4 separate regions of the Sus scrofa genome follow, and regions 2, 3 and 4 are each linked to region 1. A link is a contact called in public Hi-C, HiChIP or PLAC-seq and promoter capture Hi-C data. All regions are on one chromosome and are shown on one strand. The core of a region is the stretch at or near the end of the contact, and the rest is flanking DNA. Distances in the headings are between cores, read along the strand shown.

The links. Promoter capture Hi-C pulls out the DNA fragments that hold promoters and counts their contacts. Hi-C and Micro-C count contacts between places; a contact is called where the count stands out from the background. HiChIP or PLAC-seq counts read pairs in DNA pulled down with a chosen protein or histone mark.
Region 2: a contact with region 1 is called in an H3K27ac HiChIP or PLAC-seq map of alveolar macrophages. The contact joins the promoter of CYSTM1 here to the promoter of LOC100521256 in region 1. A contact is called at or near these places in 1 of 5 promoter capture datasets (fetal liver) and 1 of 2 datasets of contacts at active chromatin or transcription factors (alveolar macrophages).
Region 3: a Hi-C map of heart right ventricle shows a contact between it and region 1, with 2.3 times the contacts expected there. The contact joins the promoter of PFDN1 here to the promoter of LOC100521256 in region 1. A contact is called at or near these places in 1 of 5 promoter capture datasets (fetal liver), 1 of 47 Hi-C or Micro-C datasets (heart right ventricle) and 1 of 2 datasets of contacts at active chromatin or transcription factors (alveolar macrophages).
Region 4: a contact with region 1 is called in a promoter capture Hi-C map of fetal liver, with 3 times the contacts expected there. The contact joins the promoter of HBEGF here to the promoter of LOC100521256 in region 1. A contact is called at or near these places in 1 of 5 promoter capture datasets (fetal liver), 4 of 47 Hi-C or Micro-C datasets (embryonic fibroblasts, mesenteric adipose tissue, omental adipose tissue and 1 more) and 1 of 2 datasets of contacts at active chromatin or transcription factors (alveolar macrophages).

The regions. Positions count from the first base shown.
Region 1 is chr2:142,397,397-142,405,234 of Sscrofa11.1, reverse strand. It overlaps LOC100521256 (probable histidine--tRNA ligase, mitochondrial), which reads right to left and starts at 3,956. Exons shown (of 12, transcript XM_013995242.2): 1 at 3,652-3,956; 2 at 1,900-1,974; 3 at 1,535-1,654; 4 at 802-897; 5 at 1. The coding sequence starts at 3,759. It overlaps HARS (histidine--tRNA ligase, cytoplasmic), which reads left to right and starts at 4,003. Exons shown (of 12, transcript XM_021084891.1): 1 at 4,003-4,188; 2 at 4,468-4,557. The coding sequence starts at 4,099.
Region 2 is chr2:141,942,338-141,950,175 of Sscrofa11.1, reverse strand. It overlaps CYSTM1 (cysteine-rich and transmembrane domain-containing protein 1), which reads right to left and starts at 4,131. Exons shown (of 3, transcript XM_013995210.2): 1 at 3,748-4,131. The coding sequence starts at 3,873.
Region 3 is chr2:142,074,157-142,081,994 of Sscrofa11.1, reverse strand. PFDN1 (prefoldin subunit 1) reads left to right here and starts at 3,995. Exons shown (of 4, transcript XM_005661736.2): 1 at 3,995-4,143; 2 at 7,188-7,354. The coding sequence starts at 4,111.
Region 4 is chr2:142,111,449-142,119,286 of Sscrofa11.1, reverse strand. HBEGF (heparin binding EGF like growth factor) reads left to right here and starts at 4,400. Exons shown (of 5, transcript NM_214299.1): 1 at 4,400-4,445; 2 at 4,650-4,823. The coding sequence starts at 4,400.

The sequences.
Region 1 (7,838 bases), core at 2,707-5,206:
CCTCACATCAAAAGGTTAAGGAAGAAGGATACTGCATCCGAAGCTTCGGCCCAGTGTAAAGTCTGGGCCTCTATCAACTGGATCTCATGCACTAGGATGAGAACAAGGAATCTCTCTGACTCTCCACTAACTCCAAGCAGTGCTAAGCAACCAATAAATACGGAATGGCGGTGGAATTCCCCTGTGACGCAGCGGGTTAAGGGTGTGGCATTGTCACCGCTGTGACGCAGGTTCAATCCCTGGCCAGGGGAACTGCCATGGGTACAGCAAAAAAAAAAAAAAAAAAAGTGGCAAATGAAGGAATCTCACCTAGCAAAACCACAATTTTGGTAGAACGTAAGGGAAGCAGAGATAAAAATGACCCAAGACCTTCAAGTCTGTGCCATTTCCTCCCACTAAGATCAATTCTCAACTGTCTCAGAATTGTCAAGCTTTGGGACTTGGATTTGCCTACAACTTCTATGTTAAAGTTCCTTAACCTGCATCTTAATTACCCAGATACCTGTTTATACTGCAAATTGCTGAGCCCCACTCAGGCTACAGAATTAAGAATATGTGGGGCTAGAGGTCAAGGATCTGCCTTTTTGGAAGCTTCCCCAAAGGATTCTGACACATTATAAATCTAAATGACAGTGCTCTAGGCCAGGCCCTGCTGGCAGGATTGCCTTCTGGAAAAAACTGGCAGTAAAGGCTACTGCTAACAAACCATAAGGATCCCAGAGTCATTCTTGCCCCTTTTGTCAGAGAAAGTCCTCTGGGTTTAGAAAGAGTTAAGTCAGGCCCCAGAACTCAGAAGGATACAGTAAGGTCATAGCGCAAAGACAGCAGCTCTCCACCCTGATCCTTCAGATCGTAGATGAGCCCAGAGTCCTCGCCATACCTCTCAGTAAGCATTTCCTGCAAGGGTCAAACAGAAAGAACCACCGTTAAAAAGAGGAGTCCAGGAGTTTCCATCATGCCTCAGTGGTCAACGAACGCAACTAGTACCAAGAAGACGCAGATTCAATTCCTGGCTTTGCTCAGCAGGTTAAGGATCCGGCATTGCTGGGGGCTGTGGTGTAGGTCGCAGACAAGGCCCAGAGCCTGAGCTGCTGTGGCTGTGGTGTAGGCTGGCAGCTGTAGCTCCATTGGACCCCCAGCCTGAAAACCTCCATATGCCTCAGGTGTGGCCCTAAAAAGACAAAAGACCAAAACAAAAAAAACAAAACAAAACAAAAAAAAGGAGGAGTCCAAAGCATAGGCTAGAAGCCCTTTAGGAAACAAGTTAGGAAGTTCCCGTCATGGCTCAGCAGTTAGCGTATCTGACTAGTATCCATGAGGATGCAGGTTTGATCCTGGAACTCACTCAGTGGGTTAAGGATCCAGTGTTGCTGTGGCTGTGGTGTAGGCCAGCGGCTACAGCTCTGATTCGACCCCTAGCCTGGGAACCTCCATATGCCCAAGTGCGGCCCTAAAAAGACCAAAAAAAAAAAAAAAAAAAGTAAACACGGCAGGTGAAGAAATGGGGTTCAGCATTCTTTTTTCCTCCTCTTACCTTTAGTTCAAATGCTGGGGTATCCAACCTCTTTGCTCCATGACGTTTAAAGCAGCTAACAACCATATCAAGAATTTTCTCCCTCACAACCATCTGCTGGGGACTAAAATCTCTAGTGCCCTAGAAACCAAAAGGAGTGAAACCAAAGATCAAAGAGGTCCACTGAAGATAAAGAGTTAAACTACATCTATAATCTAAGGTCTGGAGGTGAAACTTTGAATTCAGATGACTCTGAGCCCCACCCAGAAGCTCAAGAATAGTCAAGATTTTTTTAAAATGAGCTTTAAAAACCATTAAAAAGGGATCAGGAAGAGAAGCAGAGCAGAGAGCAGAACTCCAAGACACTCTAAGGAACAGGACATTACCTTTGGGGTCTTGAGAATAAAATTTGGTTTCTCTTTATGTGGTTTCAGTTGGGATGCTAATGTTGCCTCTGCAACCTGGCAGAATAAATGTGAGATAAATGTGAGATATGGCTCCTCTCAGTACAGGGCAGATCTGTGATATCTCTGGCCCCACGTACCCCGACCTCAGGTCCCTAAGCAACAGGAAATCTGAACGTTATTCTATCTATCCCAGTCTCAGCCCACCTCCAAAAACGCAGCTGTATCTGCAATGTATATGTACTACATATGTACTACATATGTACATGTACTACATATAAGACCAGGTGTTGAAGTTCCCGTCGTGGCTCAGTGGTTAACGAATCCGACTAAAGACCAGGTGTTTACCAAACAAGTCTCCTCAATACATTTGGAGTTTTTTGGGGGTTTTTTTGTTTTTTGCTTTTTTTTTTTTTTTCTTTTTGTCTTTTTGCCTTTTCTAGGGCCACACCTGTGGCATCTAGAGGTTCCGAGGCCAGGGGTCTAATCGGAGCTGTAGCTGCCAGCCTACACCACAGCCACAGCAATGTGGTATCTGGGCCACATCTGCGACCTACACCACAGCTCACCACAATGCTGTATCCTTGACCCACTGAGTAAAGCCAGGGATCAAACACACAACCTCATGGTTCTTAGTCGGATTCATTAACCAGTGAGCCATGACGGGAACTCCTGGAGTTTTTTTAATGTGTGAAAAAGTTTAACCCAGGAACAAGGAAGGCACAAAGCAACCCGGCATTATCATTACCAACCATCTAGAAGTAGGGATTAGCACAATCCCCAGTTCTCGGCTCCTACTCAAAGAGTGAAAGTAAGAATTTTTAAGGAGTTCCCCTCGTGGCTCAGTGGAAATGAATCCAACTAGCATCCATGTGGACACAGGTTCCATCCCTGGCCTTGCTCAGTGGGTTAAGGATCCAGTGTTGCCATGAACTGTGGAGTAGGTCAAAGTTTTGGCTTGGATCCTGCATTGCTATGGCTGTGGCGTAGGCCAGCAGCTACAGCTCCAATTTGTCCCCTAGCCTGGGAACCTCCATATGCCACAGGGGCATCCCTAAAAAAAAAACAAAATAAAAAATTCAAAAAAAAAAAAGAATTTTTAATAAGGTAGTAATGGTCCTTAGGCTTGGACCAGTCTTCCTAGAAGACTTTTTCCCAAGGTACAACAAAATCACTGATTCTGTTTATTTCCAGATATAGACGGTGGAGTAGTTCTATACTTTGGCAGGTTCTGTCCTTCAAAGGATGGCAGTTGAAGTCCACATTCCCTCCTCTACAAGTCAAAATCTCTGAAAACTAAAAATCGGAGTGGGGGGGATATGAAGGAGTCTCATTTTGACGTAAATTCTAATGTGAATTCAGTCTATTTAGGGTCATTAGTCACCTCAGTGGAACGTTCATATATTTTGCTTAAAGTTTGTTTATGTGCTAGACGCCAAAAGGTTCTGAAAGGGATTATGAATCTACATTAAAATGTTCCCTCACTATGCAGCCATAGGTAAGTCATTTAACCTGGCAGCCTTCATTTCCTCAACTATAAAGTAGAAATAATAACCCCAACCTCTCAAGATGGCTATGATTAATGACAGAGCATCCTAAAAGGCTCTGTGTCGGCACTTGGTGGGCACGCAATAAAAACCGACTGTGACAGTGCGGGAGTGCAGGCCGCGAGCCCATGCTTTCAGACCTGGAAATCCTGCCCCGACAGACCAGAGCTAGCTCAGTCTGGCTCACCTGGCTATGAGAACGGACCGCCCCAATGCATACGGCACCGGGCGGCCGCCGGAGCTGGCCAAGCAGCGCAGCCCAGGCCCTTCCATGCAGGAATCCGAGCTGGGGCATCGTGAGGCAGTGAGACGGCTTTCCGGGACAGGAGGCAAAGGACCTAGGAAGGAGGCAAAAAAGACCCCAGGAAGGGTACAGGGCGCGGTAGAGGTGAAGCCCAGACTCTACAGAAGAAATAAGCGCTTCTACACCATCTAAATCCCGCAAGGTGGCTTGGGTCCTTTCCGGCTCCCTCCCAGCATTTACACTTCCGGTAGGAGCCGGAAGTGATTGTTGTCCTGGGTGGTGGCTCTCTAGGCATGTGAGCCCGCGACTCGGTAGCCGGAAGTCGTCCGAGCTGAGGCTGTGGCCGCCACAGCCGATCTGGACAGCAATCAGCTCCGGCTGGCAGCCAGTATGGCAGGGCGTGAGACGCTGGAGGAACTGGTGCGACTTCAGGGAGAGCGCGTGCGGGGCCTTAAGCAGCAGAAGGCCAGCACTGAGCAGGTGCGACCCAGGCGGCAGGGGAGGGAACAAGGCAAGGCCAGGGAGGACATAGAACGTGGGTGGGCTGCACAGAGGCTGAAGATATGGAAGCAGGGACCGGACTGGTAGGGAGGAGGATGGGCTCGGTGGGGAGGTAGCTGCGATAGGACCCAAGAGAAGGAAGGATGGGCCTGGGAGACAGATCTGCCGCACTTCTCGATGAGCGAGAGATACTGAATGAATGGCGGGGAAGGGAAGGAGTGGATGTGATACAGCCCAGCGCCTGCTTTCCCTCCACAGATCGAGGAGGAGGTGGCAAAACTACTGAAACTGAAGGCACAGCTCGGCCCTGATGAAGGGAAACATAAGTTTGTGCTCAAAACTCCCAAGGTGAGTATCATATCTTTAAGGAGCCTCTGAGAGGGTGCCTGCTTCCCTGAACCGGGTCATTGAGGAGGATCTGAAATGCTGCAGAGGAAACAACAGTTACTCTGAGTGCCAGGCTGGGCTGGACTCTACCTGAGTCATTCTGGGATGGCAAAGTGATGGCAGAAACTAGGCCAGCTAAGTATTTAGGGGCGTCTACCTGCTACTGCTACTCCTTTTTGATTCAGTAAATATTTTTTGAGTGATCGCTACACAAGGTGAGTGTACCATGGTAAACAACATAGCCACCCCTCAGCTCACATTCTACTGAAGCAAACAGACCTAGGAGATATGATCCCACACATAGATATGTAACTACAACTTGGTTAAGTGATGTAAAGAAATAACAAAGTGCTCTGAGAAAAATAAGGGACAAGTGGGGAATCTGAGAAAGCCTCCCTAAAAAAGTGATAGACTAGCTGACCTAAAAGATGAGTGGGAGATAGATGAAGAGTCAGAAGAAGATAGGTCCAGATAGGGAGTGGAAATCCTTTTTTGGGGGGGGGGGGCTTGCCTGCATCAATGTGTAAGTTACCTGGCCAAGAATTGAACCCACACCACAGCAGCCACCTGGGCCACTGCAGTGACAAGCCAGATGCTTGGCCTGCTGTGCCACAGGGGACTCCAGGGAATGGAAGTCCTGAAGCGAGAATGAAACTTTGTAGTTTCCAGGAACTATAAAAAGACCTCATGGCTAGAACCAGATGGAGAAGTAGAAATGAAGATAGAGAGTGAAATAAAGTTGGAGAGTCTTAGCTCAGCATCCATGATGTCAGTTCAGATGCTACTTCTATAAGTTCTATAAACTGAACTATTTACCCTTCATCTGGGTTCCCTCGGCACTTGACAAATATACCTCCGTTACCACATTTATTGCTGCCTTTTCATTATTCACATGGTTTACTTAGCCTGAGAGGCTGAGATTGGAATTGAGTAGCTATTCAATGAAAGTGTGTGAAACTGAATTCCAAAGGAGAGGTCAGATGATCTGTCTTCCTTGTCTTGAGATGCCCCATTTTAAGATTAATTCTTTGGGCTCCTACATTCATTGAGCTCTTCCTTTCTACATATAAGTCATTTCAGAGGTTAAAGAGACAGTGTTAAAACCTCCGGGCAGTGGTCATCAATAGTTATTCAAACTATTGGGAGGAAAGATGAATGGGAATTTATGATAGATCAGGCTGGCCTCACCTAAACTCATCAGTCCATCTTAGCATCACTAAAAGTAGGACGAGATATTATTGTGGGCCTCCTGATGTAATGCAATAAGAATTGCACAGCACCACCTATGAAGTGTTCTTGCCAAGAATTATACTGAATCATTCTTCACACCTAACTACCACTTTACTGGAAATACATGAAAATGTTAAATTAAAACATTGAGTATACAGTTAACCAAAACTAGAATGGGAAAAATTCTTTAGGAAAAAATGGCTCATTTCTTCAACAAATGAAGGAATTCTTTTTTAAAAAAAAGGAAAGCAGGAGTTCCCATCGTGGCGCAGTGGTTAATGAATCTGCCTAGGAACCATGAGGTTGCAGGTTCCATCCCTGACCTTGCTCGGTGGGTTAAGGATCTGGCATTGCCGTGAGCTGTGGTGTAGGCCAGTGGAGTGGCTACAGATCCAATTAGACCCCTAGCCTGGGAACCTCCATATGCCCCGGGAGTGGCCCAAGAAAAGGCAAAAAAAAAAAAGGCAGACTGTTGCAGATTAAAAAAACATGAGATATCACCCAAATACAAGGCATGAACTTCGTTTAGACTCTGACTCAGGAGTTCCCTTATGGAGTTCCCTTGTGGCAGAGCAAGTTAAATATCTGTCATTGGTCACTGCAACAGCCTGGGCACTTCCGTGCCACAGGTTTGATCCCTGGCCAGGGAACTTCCACATGACGCAGGCGCAGCCAAAAAAAAAAAACCCCGAACAAAAACGAATCATTCAAACAAGCCAACCATAAAAAGGTATTATTGAGGCAATTTGGGGTAATTAAAAATGGTTTGGTAATTAAAAATGGTTTGGCAAGGTAAAGGGTTGCTCTTCGTTGGTTGCAAGAAAGGAGGTATTGTAGTTTTTTGTTCTGTTTGTGATGTAAGAGACTAAGACTGAAATATTTATGGATGACATTTTATGATATCTGGGATTTACCTTTTTTTTTTTCTTTTTAGGGCCGAACCTGTGGCACATGGAAATTCCCAGGATAGAGGTCGAATCAGAGCAGTAGCTGCCAGCCTATGCCATAGCCACAGCAAAGCTGGATCCAAGCCGCATCTGTGACCTACACCACAGCCTGCAGCAACACCAGATCCTTAACCCACCAAGCAAGGCCAGTAATCAAACCTGCATCCTCGGAGTTCCCACTGTGGCTCGGCAGTGATGAACTCGACTGGTATCCATGAAGATGCAGGTTTGATCCCTGACCTCGCTCAGTGGGTTAAAGGATGCAGCGTTGCCATGAGCTCTGGTGCAGGTCACAGATGTGGCTTGAATCCTGCATGGCTGTGGCTGTGGAGTAGGTCAGCAGCTGCAGCTCTAATTCAACCCCTAGCCTGGGTACTGTCATGTGCCACGAGTGCGGCCCTGAAAATACCAAAAAAGGAAAAACTACAGGAAGGAATTCCCGATGTGGCACAGTAGGTTAAGTACATGGTGTTGCCTCTGCAGTGGCTTGGGTCACTGCTGAGACTCAAGTTCAATCCCTGGCCTGGCACAGTGGGTTAAGGATCTGGTGTTGCCACAGATGTGGCTCTAATTCCATTCCTGGCCCAGGAATGTCCATATGCTGTGGATGCAGCCAAAACAACAACAACAAACAAACCTGAAGGAAAAAAATGTCGAGGCTTAGATAAAATAAGAATGGCAGGTGTTGGAGTTTCCGTTGTGGCTCAGCAGGTTAAGAACCAACTAGTATCCATGAGGATGTGGGTTCGATCCCTGACCTAGGAACTTCCACATGTTGTGGGTACTGCAAAAAATAAACAAAAAAAGCCCAAACTAGAAGCTGTGACTTAGAAGAACCGAAGAGTTCTCGTACTGACTGTCTCAACCCTGGCTGAAGGGCCTTAGGTAATGATTTAACTTCTCAAAATGTTCTAATTTGTTTATAAAATATATGTGTCCAGCCCATGTCATAGGGCTATCAGAAACAAATTAGAAGAGTTCCCGTTATGGCTCAGTGATAACAAACCTGACTAGTATCCATAAGGATGTGGGTTTGATCCCTGGCTTTGCTCAGTGGGTTAAGGA
Region 2 (7,838 bases), core at 2,882-5,381, 460 kb after region 1:
GAGGAATTCCCTTGTGGCTCAGCGGGTTAAAGTTCTGGCGTTGTCCCTGCTGTGGCTCTGGTTACAGCTGTGGCTCAAGTTTGATCCTTGGCCTGGGAAGTTTTGCATGCTGCAGGCACCGCCAAAAAATAAATAAAAATACTTTGGGAGTTCCCTTGTGGACTAATGATTAGGATTCGGCGCTTTTACTACTCTGGCCCAGGTTTAATCTCTGACCTGGGAACTAAGAGCCTACATCAAGCTGTTGCATACCATGGCCCATCAATCAATAAAAATTTAAGAATACTTTGTCACTGAAAAATGCTAATCAACACCAGAGCCTTCAGGGAGCTGTAATCTTTTTGCTGGTGGAGTTTTGAAGTATTTCAAGAATTACCAAAATGTGACAGAGACACAAAGTGAACCAATACTGATGGAAAAATGGTGCCAATAAATACAGGGTTGCCACAAACCTTCGATTTGTAAAAATTACAATATTGTGAAGCACAAGAAATCAAAGTACACAAGTTCCTGCTGTGGCACAAAGGGGTCAACCATCTTAGGAGTGCTGGGACACAGGTTCGATCCCCAGCTCCACAGTGGGTTATGGATCCATTATTGCCACAGCTGTGGCAGAGGTTGCAGCTGCAGCTTGCATTAAACCACTGACCTGGAACTTCCATGTGCTGTGGGTGTGGCTGAAAAAACCCAAAAAACAAAACCAAACAAAAACCTACAGAAATCATTCTCAGCTCACTTCCTGGAGTTCCAGTTGTGGCACAGCAGAAACACATCCAACTAGTATCCATGAGGATGTGGGTTCGCTCCCTGGCCTTGCTCAGTGGGTTAAGGATCCGGCATTGCCAGAAGCTATTGTGTAGGTGGCAGACATAGCTCAGATCTGGCATTGCTGTGGCTTTGGAATAGGCTGGCAGCTGTAGCTCCAATTTGACCCCTAGCCTGGGAACTTCCATATGCCCTGGGTGTGCCCCTATTTAAAAAAAAAAAAAAAACAAGAACAAAAACAAAAAACACTGCCTTTTTTTGGGGGGGGGGGGCTTTTTAGGGCTGCACCTGCAGCATATGGAGATTCCCAGGCTAGGGGGGTCAAATTGGAGCTACAGCTGCCAGCCTACACCACAACCATGCCACGCCAGATCCGAGCCACGTCTGCGACCTACACCACAGCTCAGGGCAACACCAGATCCTTAACCTACTGAGCGAGGCCAGGAATCGAACCCACAACCACAGTTCCTAGTCAGATGCGTTTCCACTTCGCCACGACAGGAACTCTTCACGCACTTCCTTTTGAAGACCCCTTTGTACGTGGTGCCCAAAATGGTGTGAACCTTTTTGGCTGGAGGGTCAAGGCTTGCCCAGTCCCCTTGCTTCTAAACTGCTGGTTTTAATTGCTGACTCTCATTTTACAGCCAAGCCCATTAGTAGCCTTCCGTCAAGCATGAGGAGCTTGGAGGCCTGGAGCGCAGCTCGCAGCTCAGCCTTGAGGAAAACAGGAAGCCTCTTCTGTCAGAACTTTCCTCCTGCGACAACTACGCCTAGGCGACACGTCACAAGTCTGAGAGATGGACGTTACAGGTCCACAGCATCCCTGGGCACATCAGCAAGCACCTGACTCTTCTTGTGCGCCCGAGGACTGGCAGGGTGACGAGGACTGGCAGGGTGACGTGGGCAAGTGTTAAAAGGTGACTGTCCCACTCCCCATTCAGTGGAGCGCATGGTACCGCCCACTTCAGCCTCCGAAGAACTTAATCATTAACTCCTTTAGGGTTGAAAGGATGTAGCTTGAAAGCCCAAGAGGCTGCCAGGATACACGTGTATTCCAGGCTCTAAAAGAGCCGCATCAGGTGTGAAACCATCTGAGGTTATCGACACATGAAATACACACCTGACCTTACTCGTGATTATTGGCTTATTGGTAACTACGACCAGGTAACCACACCTGCAAACAAAACCAAAATGCCTCAGGGCATTAAATAAGGCTTTTTTTTTTTTTTCCAACAAAAGTTGACAATGTCCACCTCTTTATTTGACTACATCTCAAAAACAAAACAAAAAAACAACACTCCATTTATCCAACGACTAAAATATTCCGTTTTGAAGGAGCTCGAATGTCATATAAGCCTCCCATTAACACTCCTGGTACCTCTGTGAAGGGGGCACTGCCCATTACCCTGTTTCAAGGTCAAGGAATGTTTCCAAGAGAATGATGGGGCCCTGTCCTTGGGTGACAAAGGGCAGGCCTACAACACTCCGTGGTGGGTCTCTGGCTCACACCTCTCAGCCCAGTTCCCCTTAAAGGAGGGCATTTCTGTTCTTCAGGAGAAGAACTTCCAGCCCTGGTGTTTACCATAGCTGGTGTTTAGGGAAATGCTGAAATTTTTTCCCTGACACTGAAGTCTTAAGGTCTCTACCAAGGGGAAAACTTGTGGGGGCAGCAGAGACGAAGGAAAGCGGAAAATTTCCCCAAACTCTTGGCCTACTTCACTGCCTGACAGCACAGAGTTGTAGCGCCGGGGGTGGGGGGGACTGTTTCTTTCCCAGGGAAGCATGAGTAGTTCAAATACTTCCGAAGATATTTAGAAAAGGGTTAATATATATACATATATGTTTTGCTTTTTAGGGCCACACCCGCGGCATATGGAAGTTCCCAGGCTAGGGGTCTAATAAGAGCTGTTGCTGCTGGCCTATGCCACAGGCACAGCAATGCCAGATCCGAGCCACAGCTGTGACCTACACTTCAGTTCACAGCAACGCTGGATCCTTAATCCACTGAGTGAGGCCAAGGATCAAACCCGCAATCTCATAGTTCCTAGTTGGATTCATTTCTGCTGCGCCACAATGGGAACTCGGAGAAAAGGGTTAACTTTTTTTTTAATGTGGGCTTCAAGATATTGTAAATCAACAATACTTCAATAAAAAAAAAGTACTTAAAAAATATTAAATGTGACCCAGAAATCTAATTTCCAGTGATTCTGAATATTATGGGGCACCTGCAAGGTCCCATTAAAAAAAAAAAAACAACCCACTATCGGAACAAGTCCTACAGGGTCCGTGGGGGGGTGCTGTTCTCTGGCTACGCAGTAGTGTGTGGTAAACACACCTTGCTCAAGTGACCTATCTTAAGACATCTTTTTACACAGCAGGATGTCACGGATCTGACTGGAAGTTCACTCTCCCCAGTTGCCACCACTCTGGATTTGTCCCCCCCTGGGCGCTGCGCTGGCTTCTCTGTTGAAGCATAAAGCAGCTGCAGCCACTTTGCCTAGTTCTCAGCAATTCCCTCAAGTGCCTTTTCCTGTACAGGATCCCTAGAGGTCCAATTCTGTTTTCTGGAGTCAAACAAATACAAGGCAAATTGGTGAGAAGTTTTAGCTATTATTTTACTTCCTCCCAGAAACCAGAAGTTGCTAAGTTTCAATATAAAATGGACAGCTGTGCCGGACAGGATCAGCACATTTCAGAGTTGGGAAAAAACCGTCAACTGCCAAATCATCCCTCTTCAATAACCAAACTATGTTTTTCCTGTTTCTCAAGAATTTAAGAAAAAAAAAAAAAATAGCCCATTAACACTTAAGCAGCCTTGCTTGAGAAGCCCACAAATTGAGGGTAGGAGGTAAGAAACGGCAACACTGTTCTCTAATTAACAAAGAGCAAGCGACTCCCTCCAGCTTCCCCCACGCCACACATTCATGTTTTAGGCAGGGATTTTCCTTCGATAACTTTCTCGCCATTAAATCTACCACTCACCTGAGGTTTGGGTTTCGCCCTGGGGATAAGACGCGTTTGAAAAACACCCTGAAACCTCAAAAAGATGAGAGCTGTGGACCAATTAAGCTCAGGGCGGGTCCGAGGGGGCAAAGCTCTCAGAGCCATTAACTCATCCGGAAAACGAGCTGCACTTGGGCGCTTCCTTCCCCCTTCACAGCAAGGAATTTTTAACAATCTGCTCGCAAAGGGCTGGGGTCATTGGCGTCTGGCTGCCTGCGCCCCCATCCCTGTCTGCTACAAACATTTCAGAAGCAGGGTTCACAGAATTCCCAAGAGACCCGAGTTCTAGGCGTTGTCACCTCTTTTCGGGGCTGTCACAACAGCCTCCTGCATGTCTCCCCAACCCCAATCCAGCCGACGCTTCAATGGCTCCCCAAGATACTCAACCCCCCCCGACCCCGAGCCGAGCACCCCGAGTTTTTCCTAAACGGCCCTAACCTAATTCTCCAAAGTCCCCCCCGCCACCCAATCGCCCTAGCTCTCGGTGCAGTAAGTCACCGAATCGTCATTCCAGCGCCAGACTCAAGGTCTCCTTCCCCGAGGTCCCCTTTTCCACCCTCTACTCTTCCAGCCCCCACCGCTGCCGGGAGATTAGTCCCCACCCCTCAGGGCTCAGCTCAGATTTCACTTCCCCCAACAGGTCTCCTCAGATCCCAATCCCCTGCTCTCAAGTCAGGATTCCTCGCCCCTCGCCCCTCCTTTTCTCAATACCCCGGTCCCTTGATCCCACCCGCGGGGCTCCCGAGCGGCCTCCCGTCCCAGCAGGCCCGACTCAGAGAACGGACTGAATTCCCCGGCAGCGCCCTAGAAACCGCAGCCCAAGGCGAAGAGATGCAGAAGCCTCCCACAGATGTCCCCCGAGACCGGGTGTGGCGAGCCTCGCACTCAGTCGGCCAACTCCTCGCAACGCCGAGCCCCTGGGTCCACCGCCCAGAGGCCCGGCCGGCGGCGCGGGAGCTTCCCAGCCTCTGCCAGCGGCCGCGATATGCCGGAGTGGGCACCGGGCCGACTGCAACCGCTTCCCCGGTTCCTGACCTCTACCCCAGGGCTGCGCGCTTCCCGGCCTGAGCCGGCCCTTCCCCGCCCGAGGCCCCGTAGCTCTCCGCGCACCCTCTGGGGAGCTCAGGAGTGAGCAACACCCCGGTAGGGCCCTGCCCGCGCCTCACTCCCTCCCGGGTCTCAGCTGGGCCGGCCTGGGCTCCGCTGCGCCTCACCTTTCCTCTCTACGAACCCGCCGGGCACTGGTTCGGCTGGGACCGAAGGGCTCGGACGAGACCGCACAAGTTGTGCCGCACCTGCTAAGGAACAAGTGAGGAGCCTGGGCGCGCCTGACGTCACGACCGCCGCGAGCGAGGCGAGCTCCGAGTCACCTGATCACCCTGGCAACGCGCGCGGGGGCGGGGCGAAGAGGGGGCGGGGTCACAGCGCGAGCCCCGCCCCCAGCGGCCGGGCCTCCGGGCGCGCTCCCGGGCGGTTGCCGGCGCGGGAACCCGAGTTCCGGCCCTGGCTTCCCTGCTTGGTCTTTGAGTTGGGATGGATCCCTGAGACTCCAACAGGCACGCCCCTCAGTGTTGAGAGACACCAAAAATTACCCTCTTGCCGCCACTGCAAGTGCCCGAAAGGCGGGGCCTGTGTCCCCAAGGCACCCAGTTCAGTGCGTGGCACTCAGGATTCCCTGTGGGCTGCGCTTCCTGGTATCTCCTCTGGTCTAGAGCCAGCTAGGTTCAGGGGTTTACTCCGCGAACTGTACTTGGGAGGGATGCGGCCAAGGCTGATAACTGGTTTGCTTTCTAGCAACTTTCTCCATAAACCCCCAGTCTTTGCTAGATAATGTAATAAGACTGCTTTCGTTCAGGAGAGGGGAAGAGACGGGCTGTCGCCCAGGCCCAGATTTTCTGTCCTGCAAGCCTCCTTCTAATCCAACAGAATGAGAAATCACTGCAACACTCTCAGAGCAAAGCCTAGGACAAGCCCGAAAGTCCTACTTGGAAAGATATTTTTATTGTTTTTCAGTTTAGAAATTGATTTTCTCGTAGTTCCTGACATGGCTCAGCAGAAACGAATCTGACTACCATTCATAAGGACGCAGGTTCGATCCCCGGCCTAGCTCAGTGGGTTTAGGATCTGGTGTTGCTGTGGCCTATAGTGTGGGTTGCAGACACGCTGGGATCCTGTGTTGCTGTGGCTGTGGTGTAGGCCTGCGGCTACAGCTCTGATTGGACCCCTAGCCTGGGAACCTCCATATGCTGTGGGTGCGGCCCTAAAAAGCAAAAAAAAAAAAAAAAAAAATGATCTTCTCTTCAGTGTTCTCCCCTTGCTCACTATAATCCTGTCTGCACCTCTGTGACCTTCCAGTCACTGGCCATAGAAGCAGCTTCAAAATGAAAATTCAACACCTCATGGAGGTCCTGGCCGGAGAGAGCGTCTGTTTATTTCAGTCCTTAACTTCTTTTTGCTTGAGCTCCAGTTAAGGTTACTCTCCTATTCCCTGCACCGCTATGGAGGTTTCATGCATGTCATCCCTCCCTCTCAGACTATGGGATTTTAAACCCAAGAATTACTCTATAAACAGCTTCTAGGGAGCATGTCTTGAGGCCTGGCAATAGGCAATGCCAGGCTGCTTGGGGCACAATCCTTGAAGATCAGGAGTTTATGGATGTTGTTTACCTGATAGTTGTAAGTGACACTTTTTTGCTTTTTATACATTTATTTTTAAAAACAAAATTAGCATATACATGGGAAAAAAGACAATGGCGAAAGCTAGAGAAGAATCGTGGCTCCAGACAGAGATGCATTGATAAGAGAGGAGAGGTCTGAAACCTGAGCCGAGGTCCCGAAGGGCAGAGACTGGGAGGCGGGAAGATGCTGGGAGCAGGGCAGGGGCTCAGATCTGGGTGGCAGATCTGAGCTGCCCCCCCCCCTCTAATTGCCCTTAGGGAGGGGTGAGGGAAGAGCTGGGCTAGAATGAGGTTTAAGAGAAGTGCTGGGAGCAAAGAGAATGGAGAAGCAACCTAGAGAAAGGAGAAACAGCAGTGGTTTGGGGGGGTGGGGGGTTGCTGAAAGGGAGGATGTGTTGATAGCAGTAAGGGAAAGGCGCCCGAGGAGTTACAACAGTGAGCACTTTTGTAAGGGGGGTGGGGTGGGGTGGGGCGGGGGAGAGGAGCAGGTGAGAAGAACGGTTCTCAGCCCCAGGGGATAAGCCTCTGAGGCTCTCCTCTGGGCGGGGCAGGGGAAGGATGAGCCTGAAAGTCAAGGCTAACTCCCCTGGAAACTTCTCCTGGCAGCTGAATATGGCCACCGGGACATCTGGGGGCCCTCACTGGGGGGGAAGAGGTGATAGCACCGTGTTTTCAGTAAGGTCCTTGGCCGCTCCCCTTTTACTGAGCTGTTGGGGCCTGAAAGGGCATAATCATCAAAGGAAAACTAGACAGGTCCCCATCCCCGTCCCCACCACCCCCTCGAGGAAGGAGTGCTGTCACGTGAGTCCAAACTCAAGGAATGTTACTTGGCAGCATCTGAGAACCAGAGACCTGGCCGGGAAGCACGTCCCGTGTGTGGCTCTTTTCTAGGATTTGATCTCAAGTCCCAGGAGTAAGTCGGGGGGTGGGGGGGGCCCTGTGGAGAAGTTGCCAGAGTTTGGTCAAGTTTCTTCACAACTGCAGTGAGTTTCCTTTCCTGGAAATAAAGAAAAATGTCTGTGTGGAAACTCCTGACAAAGCATATGTGTGTGTGTGTGTGTGTGTGTGTGTGTGTCCATTATCCACAGGAATGGCAAAGGATTTTAAACACTTACGAATTCAGGGGAACGAACCATCCAAGGACTGTGGAGGCGGCATGATGCAGGGGTTGGGAACCTGTGCTCTGAGATGTATCCCTTTGGTGAACTCAGGCAAGTTACCCGGAGCCTCAGTCTTATCTGTAAAATGGGTACAATCATACCTACCTCCCAAGTGTGTTGGCTCAACAACTGGATGAAAGAATGTTTCTTGGGTGCCTAGTGGGTGCTCCCCCCTGGGATGGATCCTAGAGGAGCGAGTTCTCTGACCCCTGATGGGAAAGCGAGACAGCAC
Region 3 (7,838 bases), core at 2,746-5,245, 320 kb after region 1:
TTTTTTTTTTTTTTTTGTCTTTTTTGTCTTTTTAGGGCCACACCCATGGCATATGGAGGTTCCCAGGCTGGGGTCTAACTGGAGCTGTAGCTGCTGGCCTACGCCAGAGCCACAGCAACGCCAGATGCAAGCTGAGTCTGCGACCTACACCACATACAGCTCACGGCAATGCCCGGGTCCTTAAGCCACTCAGCAAGTGCAGGGATCGAACCCGCAACATCATGGCTCCTAGTTAGCTTCGTTAACCACTGAGTTCCCGCCGTGGCTTTTATTTTTCCTACAAGACCTGTGTGTTAGGAGCTCCTCCTCTGTGTTCTTCTAGCTCCTGGGATCACTTACTCTACAGGAGAATTTTCATATTCTTTTATAACCCTCTGTTCGCCTGTGACTCCCACTTTACTGTGAATTGCTCTTTTGTAGATCACAATACTTGACACATAATTATAGCTGAGGTAGAATAGCTGTAGTGTGTACCAGGAACTTTGTAAGCATTCTCCCATTTAATCCTGATAACAACCTATGAGCTGGGTAGGATTATTAACTCTATTTTACAGTCGAAGAGACAGAAGCTCTGAGAGGTTAGGTAATTTTCTTAGGATCTGACAGGTAGTAAATGGTGGACATGGGATTTGATGCTAGAGGGTCAGACTCCAAAGCCTATACCCTTAACACACTCTGCTGAACTTTCTCTCAAATGGAATGAATGCTTCAGGTTCTGTCTTACAAGATCAAATAACCTGAAGGTTAAGAACTTTGCAACCTGAAAAGCTCTGATGTCAGCAACTGCTAATCCCCCCCCCCAATATTTCTCTTTGAGTTCCTATTCATAATTACAGAATTCTTTGTGATTAGCTAGATACATAGTGGCCCATGATAATAACTACATTTCCCCCAGTCTTTCTTGTCATCAGGAATGGCCATGTGCTTCTGCCTGGGCCAATGTGATATGGACAGAGCCACACCTACAACTTCTGGGCTAGGCCTCTAAAGAGAAGGAGGGCGCCCCCTCATCCCTTTCCCCCTCCCACTAGCGAGGCTATGGACATGGCGGTGTTGAGTCATCTTGGATCACATGGAGAAGACAGAAGGAGCCTGGGAACTGTGCCGTTGTACACAGCACACACTTACCCTACCTTGCTTATGCCTGGATGGTTGTGACAGAGAAAGAGGAGCTTCTGTCTTGGTTCCGCCATTGCCATGTTGGATCTCTGTTGCAGCAGCTGACCTTATAGTCTAACTAATACAGTCCATTCACAGGGGGAAGGATTATTCTCATTACTCCTGCAGAGTGGCTTTGAGACTGCATTAGGCTAAATCGTAAGAATTAACTTTCTCTTCTCAGTAAAAGATATTATCATTGCTCAGGTCAAAACCTAGGAGTCTTGGAGTTCCCGTTGTGGCTCAGTGGTAATGAATCCAACTTGTATCCATGAGGATTCGGATTCAACCCCTGGCCTCTGAGTGGGTTAAGAATCTGGTGTTGCCATGAGCTGTGATATAGGTCGAAGATGTGGCTCGGATCTCATATTGCTGTGGTTGTGGTGTAGGCCGGCAGCTACCGCTCCAATTGGACCCCTAATCTGGGAACGTGCATATGCCACAGGTGCAGCCTTAAAAAGCAAAAGCAAAAGAAACAAAAGAAAACAAACTCCCCCCCAAAACCCCCAAATTAGGAGTCTTTATTTTTCTTTTAGATTTTTTCCCTGCTGCTGTGGGCAGGGAGGTCACAATGAAAGAAAGAGAGGGATCAAAGATGATTTGTAATCTCCTAATAAGTATGCTGAGTGAAAGATGGCTAAGAGTAACATGCTGTATGATTCCATGTCTATAAAGTTCTAGAATATGCAAACAAATCTAAAGAGACTTAAGAAGATCAGTAATTGCCAGAGAGATTGGGGGGGGGGAGACTAAGGGGGAAGCAGAAGGAGCATTAGATAACTTTTGTGGCGATAGATTTATTATCACAATTATGAAGATGGTTTCCTAGATGGGAACTTATCAAATTATACACTTTAATATATTCAGTTTATTATATGCCATTATACCTGAATAAAGATTTTTTTTTTAACAGAGAGTTTCCTGGTGGTCTAGCAGTTAGGATTTAGTGGTTTCATTGATGCAGGGTTTAATCCCTGGTCTGGGAAGTGAGATCCCGCATAAAGCAGCTGCCTGATAACTGTGTGACAAGTAATGTAAACAAAAACAAAAACAATAAAGGAAGAGTTTGCTGGACCTTGAAAGGCAAACACAACAATGCTAACTGCTACTTAATTACAACTATTTATCCAGTATCTACTTGTGCATTGTGTGAAACTTGGAACTTTTCACCTTGATCTTATTCTTTGCCCACATAACACTGTTAGGGTAATATTATTATTCTCTCTCTGTCTCTGTCTCTCTCTCTCTCTTTTTCTTTTTCTTTTCCCCCCAGGGCTGCACCTGCAGCATATGGAAGTTTCCAGGCTGAGAGTTGAGCTGGAGCTGGAGCCGTTGGCCTATGCCACAGCCACAGCAATGCAGGATCTGAGCCTCATCTTTGACCTACACCACAGGTCACAGGCAACACCGGATCCTTAACCCCTTGAACAAAGCCAGGGGTTGAGCCCTAATCCTCATGGATGTGAGTTGGGTACATTGGCACTGAATCATGATGGGAACTCAATAATATTGTTATTTCCATATTAAATAAGGAGACAAACTCTATTGCTACACAGTAAGTAGAACCAGACATATCTAGGCACAAGGTAGACCAAACCTTAGCTACCTTGGAATCTGTCTGGTTCTAAATTACCTGCCCTTTCCTCTCTCTTACAGGTTTTTAGACTAGGCAAAACATCCATTTCTTTCATTTCTAAAAGTCCAATTACCAGCCATCCCTCTGGTTCAAATGCCAGATATTTTACATAAGATTCTCAAAATGTGGTTTGCAGACCACTTGGGGCATTTGCAAAGGTGCAAATTTCTGGGCCCTGATCTCAAAGATTCTAAGTAATTAAGTTTGGGATAAGGACCAGAGAATCTCTGTGTGCGTGTTTAAAATATACATATTTTATTTTATTCATTAATTTTTTTGTCTTTTTGCCTTTTCTAGGGCTGCTCCCTTGGCATATGGAGGTTCCCAGGCTAGGGGTCTAATCGGAGCTGTAGCCACCGGCCTACGCCAGAGCCACAGCAACGCGGGATCCGAGCCACGTCTGCGACCTACATCACAGCTCACGGCAACGACGGATCCTTAACCCATTGAGCAAGGCCAGGGGTCGAACCCGCAACCTCATGGTTCCTAGTCGGATTCGTTTCTGCTGCGCCACGACGGGAACTCCAAAATATATATATTTGAAACAAACTAATTTGGTTTGTGAGAACCACTGTGTCAAGAAGGTCTTCCATGAGTGTTCAGTATAACTAAGTTCTTTGGAGGAACAGTTCGGCTAAGCCTTCCGGTTTTCTCTATATTGGCATGTATGAGGCGTGGGCTGAATTTTCGTTTTTTGTTTTTGTCTTTTTAGGGCCGCAACATATGGAGGTTCCCAGGCTAGGGGTTGAATCAGAGCTGTAGCTGTCGGCCTGCATCAGAGCCACAGCAGCCATCCCAGTCGTGTCTGTGATCTCCACCACAGCTCAGGCAACACCGGATCCTTAACCCTCTGAGCCAGGCCAGGGATCGAACCTGCAACCTCATAGTTCCTAGTCCGATTCGTTTCCTCTGCACCAGGATGCAAACTCCTGGGATTCTTTGTCCTCCCTGACAGCACAGGGACCCTGACTGAAGAGGTTTTGGCCTCATCTACATACATCTCAATTTAGCAGCACAAACTAAGGTATTTGTCAAAAATACTTAAAACCATGCACGAAATCTGCGCGTGGTGCGGTGTCTGGAAGGATGTGGAGAAACAGGCCAAGCCTATAGGTCACGAGAAACATGTGCTTTTAATCGGAATCTAGGGTTCTCTGGGTGGAGGGGGGATTCCTAGCGCTGGAGAGCGGAGGAAACCAAGCAGCTCGGCTCCTGCGCAGGCGTAGAAGGAAAGGGGACGATCCGCCAAGGCGCGCCCTTCCCCCACCCTTCTTTCCGGCCTTCTCCCAGCGCGCAGGCGCAGAGAGGGAATCAAGATGGCGGCTCCCGTGGATCTGGAGTTGAAGAAGGTAAAAGAGGGTTTTGAGCAGGCAGGCTTCTCTTTGGAAGCTAACGGGACCGTAGACAAGAATATCGAGTGAGACCCAAGTCCCGCGGAGGGAAGAAGGTCCCAGGGCATTGGGGAATGCTTTCCCAGAGTCCTTCAGGCGGGACTGGGTCGCCTTAGGCTGGAGTCGGGGCGAGCAGCTCTTTGCTGGAAGAGAGCTGGTAGGGCTGGGGCTGGTTAAGTCTGGCGGGCCGATAGCTGTTTTGAGTCCCTTGTTCCGGGCTCCAGAGCCCTTTCCTTGTTCTTGGAGCCTTCAGTCCTATTGTAAGGCCTGAAGTGAGCGTTTCAAGTTGGAGCCCCTTGAGACAGCTTGCCCGAGCTGAGGCATCCGTAATTCTGCATCCTAATTTGCTTTGACAAACTCCAGGTCCAACCTGTGTTTTTAGGCCACTTCTTCAATCCCGTACCTCTAAGGTCGCGACATACTCTTAAATCAGATATTCTCAGCACTGTTTGGCTCCCTCCCTAGCCCCTCCACCCCTCCCCTTTTAAAGGGTTTGTCAAAAAAGAAGCAAAGTCTAGTGAAAGTTTTCTAAATGGAATCGGTATCAGAAGGAATTGGGTTTCTCCCTTCCCATAGTTGCCTGTAAATGTGTTGTTACTCAGAGACGTTTTTGCCACTTAAAGAATTGTCAGGATTGTGACACCGCTACCAACTCAAAAGCATATCTTTTTTTTTTTTTTTTTTTGAGAGGGGGATGGGTTGGGGATTGGAAAGGATCTTAGACTTCATCTGCTCTAAACTTTTACTTTTCTAGAAATAAAAACAGTTACAGAAAAGACTCAGGCCATGGTTAGGATCAGAATCCAATATTTTCTGCCTTCCCGCCTTTTGGCCATTAGTTTAGGTACTTCAGAAGGGCATCTTGTACTAAAACCATTCCGGTCAACCTTTGTGTCAGACATAGGGCAGGTGAAATAGCTTTTGCACCCAATAAGCAAAGCTGTTTACTATTGCTCTGAGGATTTGTGTATGTCCTTTTTGCCATTTTTGTTTCGAAACTTGTATCTTTAGTCTTTACGTGGTCTCTAATGCTGTCCCATCTTAGCTTTAACAATATACTAGGTTCCTTAGCAAACTGTGTCGTAAAGCATCCTAAAAGCCCCCCTCCTTTTTTTTTTTTTCTGTTCAAATTAAGTCAGGGTTTAGTGAAAGAGCCAACAATAGAGTACAGCTGTGAATGGGTTTACCTCAGTATTATTTGAATTTGTTGCTAGGAAACCTGTGGGCAATGAATGCAAACTAAGAAAATGTTACGGACTTAAATTGATTGCAGACAAATTGATTACAGACTTAAACGATTATAGACTTAAATGAGTACAGACTTGAATTGGGTAGCTTTGACAACCAGTGAAATTAACTCAAAAAAACTTGTTTAAGGATATTCTAATGTCTTTATAATGTCTTTTTTTTTGGTCATTTTTGGCCACCCCACAGCATATGGAGCTCCTAGGCGAGGGATCAGATTGGAGTTACAGCTGCGACCTCAGCTGCAGCTGCAGCAATGCTGGATCCCTAATCCACTGTGCCGGTGGGGTTTGAACCCTCATCCCAGTGGCTCCCAAGACTCCACTGGTCCCGTTGCGCCACAGTGGGAGCTCGGGTCTTTTTTTTTTTTTTTGAGTGGAGACAAGTAGGACATTTTAGGCACCTCCTCTAACTCTAAACAAAATTTTGAAACCTTACTAGTAGGTGAGAACAAAGCCAGAGTAGAAGTTAAATAGCAGCTTTTGCCATGCATTGCAGCCACAAAAATTATTATTCAAGTATTAAGGCATAAATTTGACAGGATGTGAAAGTCATTCTAGGCTCTTCAACAAGAGTACCTAGGAGCTTTTTGAGTTAAGGGTACCCAAGGGTCAGATTTGGCTTGGTGTGTGCCTCTGTCATGATATAATTCTTCTTCCAGTGTTTCAAATATTTTCTTTTTTGTCCTTCTCTTAAAATATGCATTTTCTGAATATTACTATAGACAGCAGAACGGAAAGGTTTTTGAACTAGAAGTCAAGAAATGGACTTAAGAGCTCACTTTTAGACCTCTTAGTTGTTCAACCATGTGCAAGTCATTTATATCTCTTTCAAACATTTAGTTACTTAATTTATAAGCTGTGGTGATGAAACTGCTTGCCCTAACTCAGGATTGTTGAGAAGAGTAAATGAGGTATTTATTATTACATCTATTAGTGTTCTCATATTAATATTTACATATTAATAGTTCAAAAAATGTGGGAAAGTGCTTTGAAAACTAGTTGTAAAATATAAATGTAGTGAGTAGTTACATTTATGGTTCTTGTTTTGGATCTCTGGGTTTCATCCGCTGACTGTTGCATTTAGTGCCTATATTACTCCTTGGGTACCTGCTACTTGATATGTTTATTATTTACCATGTCTTTGTTCTGCTGCTTCAAATAGACAGCATCTTTTGAGGACTGGGTAAATTCAAAACAGTTGACCCTTGAACAACACAGGTTTAAACTGCGGGGATCCAATTGTACATAGATTTTTAAAGGTATTACTACAGTACCACACACTGTGTGATTGGTTGAAATCCAGATGTAGAACCAAGGATACAGAGGAACTGCTATATGGAGGGTCAGCTGTAAATTACACTGGGATTTTTTTTTTTTTTTGGCCATGCCTAAGGCATGTGGAAATTTCTAGCCCAGGGACTAAATGTGCTCCACAGCTATAACCAGAATCACAGCAGTGACAACTCCAGATCCTTAACCTCCTAGCCAGGAGGAAACTCCTGTACTCAGCATTTTGACAACATGGAGAGTCAGTGCCCCTAAGCCTTGAGTTGTTCAAGAGTCAAGAATATTTAGCATAGTGGCTTGATCATTTATAATTATATGAACGTTTATTGATGTTTGCGCAGGTAACAAACATCAAATTTTATAACTTTGTCTCAGCAGGCTTTATTTTAATATGTTTAAATTTGACTTAAATATTTTCTGTAAAATGTTTCACTTACTAAATCAAGGACTTTTTTTTTTTTTTTTAAGGCCTTCACAGAGCTTCAAGCTAAAGTTATTGACACTCAACAGAAGGTGAAGCTTGCAGACATACAGATTGAACAGCTCAACAGGACAAAAAAGCATGCACATCTTACAGATACGGAGATTATGACTTTGGTAGATGAGACCAACATGTATGAAGGTGTAGGAAGAATGTAAGTAAAATATATCCTTAAGGGGGTTATCTTGGAAGAGGTTTTGTCTGGATTAAATTGTAAAATTTGTTCACTTTAAAATTTAAATTAAAATATCAGAGTAGCTTTAAAGATTGTCTAGTCAATATCTTCTTTTTTTTTTTTTAAATGAGAAACTGATGTCTTTAATTTTTTTCTTTCTTTTTTTTTTTTTTTTTTTGTCTTTTGTCCTTTCCTAGGGCCGCTCCCACGACACATGGAGGTTCCCAGGCTAGGGGTCAAATCGGAGCTGTAGCCGCCGGCCTACACCAGAGCCACAGCAACGCAGGATCTGAGCTGCATCTGAGACCTACACCACAGCTCAGGGCAATGCTGGATCCTTAACTCATTGGGCAAGGCCAGGGATGGAACCCGAAACCTCATGGTTCCTAGTCGGATTCATTAACCTTTGAGCCGCAATGGGAACTCCTAATTTTTAACTTTGAAGTACATTTTTAAAATATTT
Region 4 (7,838 bases), core at 3,151-5,650, 290 kb after region 1:
GGTCAGTCCCCTCTCCAAGTCCCCTTTTCCCCTTTCTTGTCACCACCAGGACCTCTTCCCCACTGGCTTGCAAGTGCTCCCCCCAAAGGAAGGTCCGCGTGGCCTAGCAGAGTCAGTGGCACGCGGTGTCCCACGGAGTTGGGCTTTCTGGAGGCCTGGGAAGCAGGACGCCAGGGTTTCTGTTGCGGATTTGCTCCCTCGTGACTCATTGGTTTCCCAGGGACTGTAGTTTTCCAAGCCTCAGTTGCCATGGTCAATAGACAGGAAAGCAGAGTGCCTGTCTGCTTTCTCAGGAGTCTGTCCCAGGTACCTGACAGCCAGAGAGCAGGTGGGGGAGGCCTGGGTAGAGAGAGGGGAGGAGGCGGAAGAATCCTGCTGCATACCTGCACTTTTTGTGGATGGTTCTTTGATACAGTGATGGAGAATCAAGTCCAGCATCTCCCTCGGCCTGTAACATGCTCTGTTATCTGTCCTTTAGCCTTGGCTTCAATGTTATCTTGTAACCCTCCCTCCTTTCTGGCCTTCTTGCTGTCCCCTGCATGCTCCAAGCTTGTTCCCACCTCAGAGTTTTTGCCCTATCTGCATGGCTCAGAATGCTTTGTCCATGCATCATCGCAAGTTTGATTCCTTCCACTTGTTCAGGCATCAGCTTATAGGTCACAGGCTCAGAGAGACTTTTGCTCATCAGCCACCAAATCTCAAGTGTTGTTCCAAGCAAGCCCTGGGAAACATCATCCTATGGTATATCGTTGAATTTTAACTTTCATTTTAGCACTTATCATAGACTCTATTTTCATTTTTTTTTTTTGTCTTTCTTTCTTTTTGGTTGCACCCATGCCATGTGGAAGTCCTTGGGCCAGGGACTGAACCTGTACCACAGCAGCAACCCGAGCCACAGCAGTGACAATGCCAGCTCCTTAACTCACTGCACCACAAGGGAACTCCTCTACTTTCCTTTCTTATTTTCTTTATTTAAGTTTTTTATGGCTGCACCTGTGGCATATGGAAGTCCCTGGGCTAAAGGTCGATTTGGAGCTGCAGCCGAGCCCTCCATCACAGCTCGTGGCAGTGCCGGATCTTGAACCCACTGAGCGAGGCCAGGAATAGAACCCGCATCCTCATGGAGACACAGCTCTGTGAGGGTTCTTAATCTGCTGAACCACAAGAGGACCTCCTGTTTTCCTTTTTACTTTATTTAATGTGTTGCCCCTCGCCCTACTGTAGAATGTTAGCTCCGTAAGAGCACATCCGTGGCTCTGTGGTTTATCGCTGTGTCCTAGTGCCCAAAAAACGATTCATTGCTTGTTTGTGGAATAAATGAGTTAGTGATGCTGTCCCAGCATGAATCGTGATTACTCTTTCTTTCTTTTTTGGGGGCTGCCCCGAGGCATACAGAGATCCCAGCCACAGCCTTCAACTAAGCCGCAGCTCTGGCAATGCTGGATCCTTAACCCACTGTGCTAGGCTGGGGACGAACCCACATCCCAGCACTCCCAGAACACTGCCAATCCCATTGCACCACAGCGGGGAGCTCCAAGTTTACTTTTTTTTTTTTTTTTTTTTTTTTTTTTGTCTTTTGTCCTTTTTAGGGCCGCACCTGAGGCATGTGGAGGTTCCCAGGCTAGGAGTCTAATCGGAGCTTTAGCCACTGGCCTACGTCACAGCCACAGCAACACTAGATCCGAGCCACGTCTGTGACCCACACCACAGCTCACGGCAATGCCGGATCCTGAGCCCACTGAGCGAGGCCAGGGATGGAACCGGCAACTTGATGATCCCTAGTCGGATTCGTTTCCGCTGTGCCACGACGTTTACTTTTTCTAATCGAAAGACGCTCAAGGTTCTGAGAGGAGAAGTGACTGTCCCCCAACCATTCCAGGTCTTTTGTCTTCATTTTCCAGGCCCTTCCCATAAAACCTGGCTGACACACAAAGCTCGCAGGGGTGAGGCTCGCAGGGGTGATGAAAGCTTGGAGTTGCCCCATGAATGGGCTAAGGCTGATGTGGGGGTGAGAAGGCGGAAGGACAGAGCTTGTGAAGGCAGAGGCAGGCTGGGGCAGGAGAGTAGGGTGTGACCCTGCCGTGCTGGGGGCAGGAGGGGTGACCTGGCCGGGTGGCAGGAAGTGTTTCCCTTCCTCCTCCCTTCAGGAGAGCCCTGACCCCAAGGTGGTTTTGTTTTAGGGAAGCAGGTGGCCAGGCAGTTGCTGAGGGAGAACAAAGGTGTGGCCTGGGTGGTGACAGCTACTGAGGTTCTCGGCCCGATACTGATCACCCAGAGGAACAATCCCAAAGTGGCATTTAGCCAAACGGGTGATAGGTGAGTTTCCTCCTAAAACCAAGTCAACTACACATGGCGTCTCAGACCTCTGGGAAAGGGAGAGAAAAAAGGTTTCTAAGGAAAAGCAATGGTCCGTGTACAATGCTTAGTAATATAACAATAACAATAGGTCACAGTCATTATACTATGTCTGGCCCTGTACTAAGTCCTTCATACGTGTTCCCGAGGGCAAGCTTCAAGACGCTGTCTACAAAGTAGGTGTTATTATTATTGTTGTCTCCGTTGGAGAGATGTGGAAACTGAGGCTCAGCGACATTAAATATTTGTCCAAGGTCACACAGTAAGAAGCAACATCAGGATTCCAGTTTGGGACTTTCGTGATTCCAGCATCGTGGAAACCGGAATCTGGAGCGAGTTGCTGGGGCAAATTAAAGCGCACAGCGCCCCACTGACCCCTACACAAGCGGGGATGAGGAGGGAGAGTGGGATAGACTGTGTATAAATAGCAGGCCTGTTTTTATCCCTACACATGGGCTGCATCAGGCCAGCAGCTCTATCTGGCACAACTTGAGGGCTCTGAATGCCAACCCAGCCCTGTGTCATACAACTCCCGCCCCAGCACGTCCCTGGGAGCTGAAATGCCTACTGAGAGAGTCATTTCTTTGGGCCAGGACACTGACTCCAGAAGACCCCTGTAAAAATACTTCGGATGGAAGAGAAACACATCAATCTCCTGGCACCTGTTTTTTTGTTTTTGTTTTTGTTTTTTTTTTTGTCTTTTCTAGGGCCACTCCTGCGGCATATGGAGATTCCCAGGCTAGGGGTCTAATCAGAGCCTACACCAGAGCCACAGCAACGCGGGATTCCAGCCGCGTCTGCCACCCACACCACAGCTCACGGCAACATCAGATCCTTAACCCACTGAGCAAGGCCGGGGATTGAACCCGCAACCTCATGGTTCCTAGTTAGATTCGTTTTCACTGAGCCACGCCGGGAACTCCTGGCACCTGTTGAACGCAATAACCTAGGCTAACTAGCTGGGGCCTGCGGGAGGGGCCCAGTTCCCACGCTGGCGGAAGATGATGGGATTCGAAGGCTTGTTTCGCAGCCTGTGTCTCTCCCTCCGATGCCGGAAGCCTGGGAATTATAACCCATAGTTCAAAAATCTTAATGGAGACTATGTCCACTGAGACAAAGATGGGGAGAAGCCTCTCCAGCGGCTGAAAGAATACTGGTAACTTTCTTCGCCTTTGCTGGATGGATACCAAGGGCCTGCAGCTGCCACTCTGGTAACCTCTCAGGCTCACCTGAGACCTGTTGGCTTTCATTGTCTAATTTTCAAATGATAAATGAGTTAATTATTATGTACTCCTTGATTTGTGGGGAGGCAAAGAAGCGGGTATCTGAAGCTCAAATGATGACCTGAGTGGGGGATCCCTGGTTTAGAACAGGGATGCCGGGAGGGACCAGGCCTGGAAGAGACGAGGAGCGTCCAAGGGCGAAGCGCCGCTCAGCCGTCACAGGGCTGCCGCGCGACAAGCATTTGGGGAAAGGTAGGACCGGGTCCCCGCCACCTGCCGGTCAGCAGCCCTACCCACAGTCAGGCCGCGGCCGCCCTGGCCTGGTCCCAAAATATGTGAGCGCCGCCCCTCGCTCCCGCCCCCTTTCCCCGCCGCGCCCGCGGGGTCGGGGGCTGCGCGGCCGGCGCCGGGAGCCGGGCGGGCGTCCCGGCGCGCGGGGCGGGCGGGGGGGGGGGTGGAGGGGGCGGCGGGAGGCGGGGCGGAGCTTGGGCGCCTCGCGGAGCTTTATTCCCGGCCGCGCGCCGAGCGGCGCTCAGTCGACCGAGGGAGCTGCGCGCGGCACGCGGCTGGCCTGGCTGAGGCGCAAGGGCTCGGGCGGGCGGGCGGACAGACGAACCGACAGACGGAGTGAACGAGAGAGGCGCCGGGCAGCCGCGAGCTCCCCGCACATCCCAGCCAGGCCTGCACCCCAAGGCCGGCAGCAGATCGTGCCCGGCGGGGTCTCCTGCGCTCTGCCCGCCCCGGCTCCCGTGCCAGCGCCCAGCTCCCGCCGCCGCCTCTAAAGTGATCGCTGCCTCGCCGCCTCCGCCCGGCCCGGGACCATGAAGCTGCTGCCGTCGGTGGTGCTGAAGCTCTTTCTGGCTGCAGGTAGGAGGGCTGCTGCCGCTCCCGGGGGTCGGTCGGGGGGGATGGGGACGCTCTGCCGGGGGGCACGGAGGGAGATCGCTGCTGCGTCCCCGGCGCGGGCCACTTGGTGGGGCCCGTGTTCCCTGGCGGGCGGGCGCCGGCTGCGGTACGTAGCGACGGGGGTCTGGGCGGGGGGTCTGATGCGGCCTTGCCCCTCACCCGCAGTGTTCTCGGCGCTGGTGACCGGCGAGAGCCTGGAGCGCCTGCGGAGGGGGCTGGCGGATGGAACCAGCAATCTGGTCTCCCCTACCGAATCTACGGACCAGCTGCTGCCCCCGGGAGGTGGCCGAGGCCGGGAAGTCCTGGACTTGGAAGAGGCAGACCTGGACCTTTTGAGAGGTTAGTGCTGGGGCTGTCCGTCCTTGGACCTTGGTGGGCAGTTGAAGAATAAGTGGATCTGGCAAGGATGCTGCTTGCACACACCTGCGGTTTGGGGGTTTTCAGGGAGGGAGGACTTCAAGGAAAAGCCCCTTGGCCTGCCAAGCTCCCTGGGGGATCCTAGAATGTAGGTCCTGTTGTCTTTCTCGCCCTGGGGTCTCACGTGGCTCCTTGCTGCCCTTCTGGATACTTGGGGGCAAATTGAGACAGGCAAGGTGTCTGGGCTCGGTCCATTCCTCTGAGGTAAACTGGGTGAGAGATGCAAGGAATGCTTGAGATGCTTCCCTTAGAGTGTCTAGGTAAAAAGGGGCACAAGTCCTAGTTTCTACATCAAATGACTTTTATGCATAAAACAAGGTAACAGATGTTCGGATGCTGGGCACCTAGGAGGTGTGTCCTGTTAGCCTCCTCCGTCCACCTGTCTCCAGGTTGGGCAAACGGAGGGAAATGAGGAACTCTTGGTCCCTGCAGAGACCAGCTCCCCCTGGGAGGGCTGTGAAGAGTGAGCACTGGGTTCCTAGAGAGCTGTATTGAAATGCTGGGTGTCTCCCAAGTCTCCCCACGCCCGGATACTTCCTGACCACCTTGAGTCCCTGAGAGAGACTTCAAGGGAGGAAGGGCTGGTGGGATCCTCCCACCAGCCGAGCGCCGTGGCTGAGCACATGAGTGCAAGTACAGGGCAGAGTCCAGAGCCTCCGGTATTGCTCGCTTCCCTGCCCCCAGCCACCTGCAGAGATGCTTGAGGGTGGAGCAGGGACTGAGCCCTGGAGCCCTGGAATGACTATATTTGGCTGCAAAGATACCCACCTGTTCTAGCTCCGCCTGCTCCTCAGCTACCCCTCTTCTTACTCACTCAGCTTCCCTGAGGTGTTGTGTATAAACCCAGGGTCTGCTCCAAAGCTGAGGCTGGGCTCCTGCCTTCCATCCTCTTGACAGTGGCCCTCTGGGGTCACCCTTGGCCTGAACAACCTGGATCCTCCTGGCCCTGTCCTTCTAGGCAGGGCAGAGCGGGGCCGTGACTCACCCTCCACCCACACAGCTGCTCCTCATACCTCTGCAGACCTGACTCACTGCTCCCTCTCCCCGGCAGGAGCCTAGCTGTCCCCCTGTCACTCTCTCCCTCCCTTTTCTGACCAGCTTGGCCCTTCTGCCTCAGTTTCGCTGCAGCTCTGGTCAGCAGCTTCCTCTGAGCATCCGCCTTACCTTCTGAGTTCTGAAGGGGTCTGGGGTTGCACCAGAAGAGCCGGGGGGTTGGGGAGGCGGCTACGGGACTGCTGGCACCTGCCACTTCCCTTGTCTTGGGTTTGCTGGGCAAAAAGTCCATTTTTTCAGTTCTAGGGATCCTATCACCTTAAAAAAAAATGTTGCCATTTATTACGTGCCTTCTATGTACGAAGCACTCAATATGTTTTTGTGGGTTAATTAATCCTCATTACAACCCTCTGAGATAGGAACCCCTGCCCCCGACTTTTTACTGAAAACCACAGGGTTCAGAGAGATGAAGTGTTTTGCCCAAGACCACAGGGCTGAAATTGAAGCACAAGTCTGCTGACTTTAGCCCATCTATTGTCTCACTCCTGGCTCAGCATCCCAGGTGCTCTGGGCTCGTCTAGGACAGGGTGTGTGTGTGTGTGTGAGAGAGAGAGACAGCTTGGTGTGTTAGAAAGAGCACTGGACGTGGAGTCCAGAGACCACATTTCAGATCCCAACCCTGCATGACCTTGGGCAGGTCACTGACTCTTGGCACCTCAAGTTTTTCACCTGGAAATGGAAAGATAGAGCTTTTTAGGACTGCACCAGTGGCATATGGAGATTCCCAGGCTAGGGGTCCAATCAGAGCTACAGCTGCTGGCCTACACCACAGCCATGGCAACATCAGATCTGAGCCACATCTATGATCTACACTACAGCTCATGGCAACGCCGGATCCTTAACCCACTGAGCAAGGCCAGGGATCGAACCTGCAACCTCAAGGTTCCTAGTCAGATTCATTTCCACTCTGCCACGATGGGAACTCCAGAAAGCTATATTGTGTGTGTGTGTGTGTGTGTGTGTGTGTGTGTATATTTTTTTTTTTTTGTCTTTTTGCCTTTTCTAGGGCCACTCCCGCGGCATATGGAGGTTCCCAGGCTAGGGGTCTAATCGCAGCTGTAGCCACCGGCCTACACCAGAGCCACAGCAACAAGGAGGGATCTGAGCCGCGTCTGTGACCTACACCACAGCTCACGGCAATGCTGGATCCTTAACCCACTGAGCAAGGCCAGGAATCGAATCTGCAACCTCATGATTCCTAGTTGGATTCATTAACCACTGCGCCACAATGGGAACTCCAGAAAGCTATATTTTTTTAAATCAATTCCACCTTGAGCATCCTAGGACTCCAGTCTAATGTATGATGCTCACCCTTCTGCTGGACACGTCACTACAGCCATAGAGATCAGGCCCCTTTTTTTCTGCTGGAGGCAGGGGAGAGGGGACTGGCATGAGAGCCCTGGGCTGATGGGAGCAGCCCCTGGTCAGTCCTGGCTGGATGTCTGAGAGGTTGTTTTGCCCCTTCGAAGTATGAAAAGAATGGGGAGAGTCACCACAGTTCTAGTTCCTTCTGATAGTTTTACTTTCCATTTCTCTACCTCTCGTGCACTGTACGCTCCATCCTAGAGAGCTATACACGGGACCTTTGGGGATAAATGCAAAGAAACCTTTGAGAGAAGCGACTAGCTGCCAAGAGCACAGAGCAGGGTAAATATTTCGCCTGATGTCTAAAAAGCAACGCTCTTGGAAACAAACACAATATCATAAAGCAACTGTAGATCCATAAAAATATTTAAAAATTTTGCAACATTAAAAAAAAATAATCTTCCCTCTAACATAGCCTCCAAGTACCTTCTCTAGCAGCAGTTTTTATCTCCGACCCTGTCTTCCTGCAAGTGGGTCACTGAGTGCAGCATCAGGAAATGAGGCTGATTTAAGGCCGAA